2 separate regions of the Callithrix jacchus genome follow, and region 1 is linked to region 2. The links are chromatin contacts, called in public Hi-C maps. All regions are on one chromosome and are shown on one strand. The core of a region is the stretch at or near the end of the contact, and the rest is flanking DNA. Distances in the headings are between cores, read along the strand shown.

The links. Hi-C and Micro-C count contacts between places; a contact is called where the count stands out from the background.
Region 1: a Hi-C map of induced pluripotent stem cells shows a contact between it and region 2, with 1.8 times the contacts expected there. The contact joins the promoter of KPNA3 here to the enhancer-like site in region 2. A contact is called at or near these places in 2 of 3 Hi-C or Micro-C datasets (induced pluripotent stem cells and skeletal muscle).

What each region holds. Positions count from the first base shown.
Region 1 is chr1:66,189,008-66,192,033 of calJac240_pri, reverse strand. KPNA3 (karyopherin subunit alpha 3) reads right to left here and starts at 1,592. Exons shown (of 17, transcript XM_035297823.3): 1 at 1,456-1,592. The coding sequence starts at 1,524.
Region 2 is chr1:66,153,556-66,156,619 of calJac240_pri, reverse strand. No RefSeq gene overlaps it. Among named protein-coding and RNA genes, the nearest start is that of KPNA3, 35 kb to the left of the region's middle. Within about 2 kb of position 1,814, at least 4 of the 16 cell types and tissues checked have an H3K27ac peak or open chromatin away from gene starts, as enhancers often do.

The sequences.
Region 1 (3,026 bases), core at 343-2,842, 36 kb before region 2:
AGGCAGTTCCAAAATTTCTTGTTCCTATTCCTAAGTTTCACTTTTGCTTAGATTTCTCTCTCACAAGGAGTATTTAACCATGACCAGGAAAGAATACATGATCTTTATTTGACTCATTCAAATGGGAATTCCACGGATATCTCCCCAGGTTTTTTCTACTAGTATTTAATTTTGTAGCTCTGAAAAACAGCCTGAGTTTGTTTCTCTACAAAATAGAACGCTGAATGGTATATACAACCCACCACCTTCCTTAGGACAGGATAAAATACTCACCTCTTAATCACACTAGCCTCTTAGCAAAAACTACAAAACTGCATATCATGTCACCCAGTATTAGAAAAGAAGGCTGTAGCCTTAAACCATTTTCCCCCTAACAAATCCAAAGGTCACAGGCCCAGTGAAGTTTGTGCATGTACTCATTGCTTTCAGCAGCTGCAGAGAGACCTCTAGCGCTGCCTCAATAAGCCGAGTTTGCAAATAGTACCTGCTAATGTCACCTTAATGAGACAATGGCAACATGCTGAGTAGCAACGAACTGAGTGACCGCGATGAACGCTTAGTTTTGCAACCACTTGGAAATTCTACTAGCTTGTAGCAAGAGGTATGTGAGAGGACTTATGAACCTATGTATCCAATTTATTTCAGTAAAATGTGTCAAAGAAATTATCACCCTATGCACACCCTACTCCAAGAAAGGCTAAGAAAATAAGTCCTGTGAGCGGAGGTCGGAACAACCTCTTTTCCAACGCCTGAACACAATAGATGGCAAACTATTGTCCACCTTCAGCTCGCTCCAAATACCAGCAGTTGCAGGAGTATGAGCTGGAACAGCTCGGCACGACTAGACCAAAGAACAGCACTGGAATATAAGAAAATAGTCCTGGCGCATCCTACCCTCCCCCATCCATCACCCTCAAACAAGTCAGTTACCCGGCTGGTCCCCACCCCCCTCTGCGGGCCGCCACCGCCCGCCAAGGCCCGGCTCCCAGAAGGTAGGAGCCGGGACCGGCAGAGCCGAGGCTCCATGCGCGGGAGGCACCGAGGGGGCTGCACCGGGCGGAAGGTTGCACTGGCGGGCGCCAGCAGCAACCGCCCCTCGACTGTGCGGTCGTCGGCCCGGGGCGGCAGCATCCCCGTTCGTCCGCGCGGCCACCGCCCGCGGACCCCGCCTCAGCTCCTCATCCCCTCCTCGCCGACATCAGGCCGCGCCCGCGTGACAGGGCCGAAAACCCCGGCATTTCCCGGTCGCCGGGCCGGCAGCTCTGGAGGGTGGCTGCAGCCCCGCCCGCGTCCCGCCGCCCGCTCCGCCCAGCCCGGGGCCACGGTGACGGGAGGCGGCGGCCAACTCCGGCCGACCACAAGCTGGCGAGAACCAGCCCGGCGCCGGCCCTCCGCCCCTCCTCGCGTCGCCCAGCGGAGCGGCCAGGCGGCCCCAGATCGCGGAAGCACACTCACTTCCACATCGCGGCCCTTGTTCTTGAAGCTCTTGATGCGGTGGTTCTCCAAGCTAGGGTTCTCGGCCATGGCTGCGCGCGGCTCCGGCGGCGGCTACTCCTGAGGCTGCGGCGGCGGCGACGAGTCTCGGCGCGGGCGGGGGAAGAGGGGGAGAGCTGGAGGGAAAGGAGGTGGGGGGGAAGAGGAGAGCACGTTCCGTGACGCCTCCGAGCGCGAGGTGGCAGTAGCGCCGGGGGAGGCGCGGACCGATAGCCGGGCCGGGTGGGGCGGGAACGGTTCTAAGAGTGGCGCGCGCCCGCGGAGGCTGGCGACACGTGACTGGGGGCGGCGACCGGTTTGGGCGTTTTCGGGATGACCCTGCCCTCCTTCCCTGCAAGAGCTCTCCACAACCTCACGGTGCCGCAAGTCCTGTGCCAGAAATGGAACGGGACTTCGCGGCTTTTACCGCCCCTCAGGTGCGGGTTGGCGGTCGTCAACTACAGTTCCCAGCATGCCACGATCCGCCCGGAGCAATTCTACTTGCCTAGGGAGGACGAGGAGCATGCCGGGATCGCTGCGCGCGGCTGTTTGCGCGGCGCGCTCATATTGCTGGGCGCGAAGTCCCCCCCAACGACCCAAGTCCGCCTCTAGGCGGGGAAGAGGTAGGAGGTATCCTGGCACTTTGTGCCCTATCAGGAGGAAGAGGGCGGGGTTTCCTGGGAGCGCATCTCGCTGCCTGTAGCTAGAAAATCAGAAAAAGAACAACCGCTGGTGCTTCACTGTCTCGCTGTTTTGTGGGGGTCTCCTCAAATAGCAGCCACCTTCATTCACTGTTCCCATGCTCTGCTTCAGTTTTATAAATAGCACTTATTTCTACCTGACATGTACGTAAGTATCTATGAGATATAAGTGCAAGTGTTTATGTGCGTTACCTGGCTGCCCGCACGGGGCATTCAGCTCAATGAGAGCAGGTACTTTCGTTGAATTGCTGCTGAATCTCTAGTGTCAAAACAATGCCTAGCGCGTTGTAGATACTCAATAAATACTTGTTGAACGCCAGCTCAACAACGACACTTTAGTGTCGCCCAGTTTCTTCATCATCCTCCCAAGCCAGGTTCTGCAACCTTCACTCTGGCAGTTCCTGCGTTTCCATGCCCCCAATTCTTCTTTTTCTACCACCACACATAATCTTAGCCCTCAGGCAGCAGTGAAGCCCTGGGCCGCAGACTCTCCCGTGTAGCACTCCCACTCCCCACCGGGGGCGTGGAAGGAATGATGGAGGGAAATTTGGATAAATTACACTAATAAAGAGCTGCTTTGGCCGGGCGCGGTGGCTCACGCCTGTAATCCCAGCACTTTGGGAGTTCGAGGCGGGCAGATCATGAGGTCAAGAGTTTGAGACCAGCCTTGCCAACATGTTGAAACCACGTCTCCACAGAAAATACAAAAATCAGCCAGGCGTGGCGGCACGTGCCTGTAGTCCCAGCTACTCGAGAGGCGGAAGCAGGAGAATCACTTGAACCCGGTAGGCGGAGGTTGCAGTGAGCCAAGACCACACCATTGCACTCCAGCCTGGGCAACAGAGAGAGACT
Region 2 (3,064 bases), core at 565-3,064:
GGCAGGGTGCAGTGGCTCACACCTTTAATTCCCAGTATTTTGGGAAGCCAAGGGGAGAATTGCTTGAGCCCAGGAGTTCAAGACCAGCCTGGGCAATATGGCAAGACCCCATCTCTACAAAAATAAAAAAGATTAGCCAGGCATAAGGCCCACTCTTGTAGTCCTAGGTACTTGGGAGGCTAAGGTGGGGGTATCACTTGAGCCCAGGAGTTTTAGGCTGCAGTGAGCTACAATCATGCCCCTGCACTCCAGCCTGGGTCTCAGAGCCAAACCCCATCTCTAAATACATACATAAATAATAAAAATAAAGAATGTTTTCTGGCCAGGCGTGGTGGCTCACACCTGTAATCCCAGCACTTTGGGAGGCCAAGTTGGGTAGATCACTTGAGGTCAAGAGTTCAAGACCAGCCTGGCCAACATGGTGAAACCCCATCTCTACTAAAAATACAAAAAATTAGCCAGGTCTGGTGGTGGGCACCTGTAATCCCAGCTACTTGGGAGGCTGAGGAAAGAGAATTGCTTGAACCTGAGAGGTGGAGGTTGCAGTGAGCTGAGATGGTGCTACTGCACTCCAGCCTGGGGACGGGGAGACTGTCTCAAAAAAAAAAAGTGTTTTCTGATTGTGCTCTGGGTACCAGTTCTCCTGAGAGTGAGCATCACTGTGCTGGGTCACAACTGTCTTGTGGAAGACATGTGGCTGGGGCCATCTCCCCACAGCCACGGCACAGAGCCTTGCATAAGAGGGAGGGGCAGAGGGAGGGGCGATTGCTGGAAGCAGTTGGAGAATATCCCCTGGACTGCCTTCAAATACGAAAGGTTAGTTTTTCTGGCATGAAACACTGTGTCTTATAGGAACACCTCTGCCACTGCCTCGCAGTGTAGACACCAGCAGTCGAGTACATGTAGTTACCACTGTTGTTTTTTTAAATAGGTCCTGACTCCTTCAAGGAGTCAGGCAGTAAACAAGTAAACAATGGAAGCCCGCTTGTAAACCATCCTAAGTACTCCTTTGGAGTGCCTGCAAAAATCAACCATCCTCACAGGTACAAAGAGGGAAAAAAGAAAAACAAAAGGAATTACTTGAACATCTTCATTTTCAGACTAGCTTAGGGCAGTGAAAAAGATGACCAGTGGAGACAAGCAGTGGTTCAGGGCTGAGGCAGCGGCGGCAGGGTTCCGGGGAGAGAAGGGAGGGTGGCAGAGGCTGTCCTGACTCCTTGCTTCTGGATTCTCCTGCTGGGCCTCTGAGTGGGTCTGCAAGTCACTCGCCCTCTTGTGAAGGGCTGGGCATCGGAGCTCCTTTTGACCACAAGTGTTTTGCTGGTTTTGGAGTCACGCAGACATCTGTCACTGCCTGGATTTAATTCCCTTAGCTGTGTGACCCTCGGCCGGTTGCTTAATATCTCTGAGCCTTACTTTACTCACCTGGGAGGAACAATAGATCTGTTCAGAGTAAGTGAAGTAGCACACTGGGCGTCGGGGCACACTCGGGGCCGCGCTGGCACGCAGGGGACCTGGCCCGCCCGGGGTTACTGCCTGGAAACCGCTGCGAAAAGCATGGAGGCTAACGGGGACGAGAGCACCTCCCGCGGCCAGAGCTGCCCTCCGCGTGTTTCCCCGCGATTTTGCCGCCTGCGCGGCCGAGCGCCGCTGAGGATTATGGAGACAGTCCGCCCTCTAGTGGCCGACTTCAAAAGTTGCTTCAAAGACAAGGCTGAATGAAAAGCGTTTGGGGCGCCCTGAACCATGCACAGTGTGGGAAGAGGGCTGCCTTTCCCTTTCCATTTACCAGAGCTGGCAAAGCCTGTTCCATCATTTTTGGGAGCCTTAGAGGGGATCCGGTTGCACTAGCCTGCATCCTCAGGTTACTGAACTGACCACGGTGGGCTAAACTGAAAAAGTTTCTTTGTTCAGGCAAGAAAGACTCAGATTTAACAAACATTTACTGAGCACCTCCTATCTTCCTATCTCTGTGCAAGATGCTTTCACTTACTTTGCCCATTTAAACCTCTTAATAAGACCGGGCACGGTGGCTCACGCCTGTAATCCCAGCACTTTGGGAGGCTAAGGAGAGAGGACCGCTTGAGCTCAGGAGTTCAAGACCAGCCTGGGCAACAGTGAGACCCCGCTCTACAAAAATAAAAAAATTAGCTGGACATGGTGGCACACGCCTGTGGTCCCAGCTACTAGGGATGCTGAAGTGGGAGGATTGCTTGAGCCCAAAAGATCGAGGCTGCAGTGAGCCATGACTGTGCCATTGCACTCTAACCTCTGCAACAGAGCAAGACTTTCAAAAAAAAAAAAAATCAAAACAATAAGCCTCTCGGTAACCTGTGAGGGAGAGTTTAAACATTGTTTTTCTGATAAGATGGTGACACCTTCTCAGGAAAGTTATTGCACACAGTGGAAACATGGCTATGCGGCTACCTCAGGATTTGTGTTAGTCTACTTAGAGCTGCTGTAACGACCCAAACCTGGGCGGCTTAGGCAGCCCATCCTAATGACCTCACTTTAACTGGATTACCTCTGTAAAGATTCTGTATCTAAATCAGGTCACATTCTGAGGTATAGGGGTTAGAACCGCTACATATGAAATTTGGGGAATATAATTCAACTCATAATAGGAACTTTTATTTATTTGTTTGTTTGTTTTTTGGTCTCACTATGTTGCTCAGGCTGATCTTGAACTCCTGAGCCCCAGTGATCCTCCCACCTTGGCCCCCAAACGTGCTAGGATTACAGGCATGAGCCACCACACCTGGCCCCACAACAGGATTTAACCCATAACTCCTGATCCAGAGTCTGATAGTTGCCTGCACATTCAAGCAGTGGTTCTTAAACTTGGATGTATATTGGATTCCCTGGAGAATTTAAAAAAATTATATATATATATATATATATATAGATAGATAGATAGATAGATAGGCTGGGCACGCTGGCTCATGCCTGTCATCCCAGCACTTTGGGAGGCCGAGGCAGGTGGCTCACCTGAGGTCAGGAGTTCAAGACCAGCCTGGCCAATATGACGAAACCCCATTCCCTACTAAAAATACAAAAATTAGCC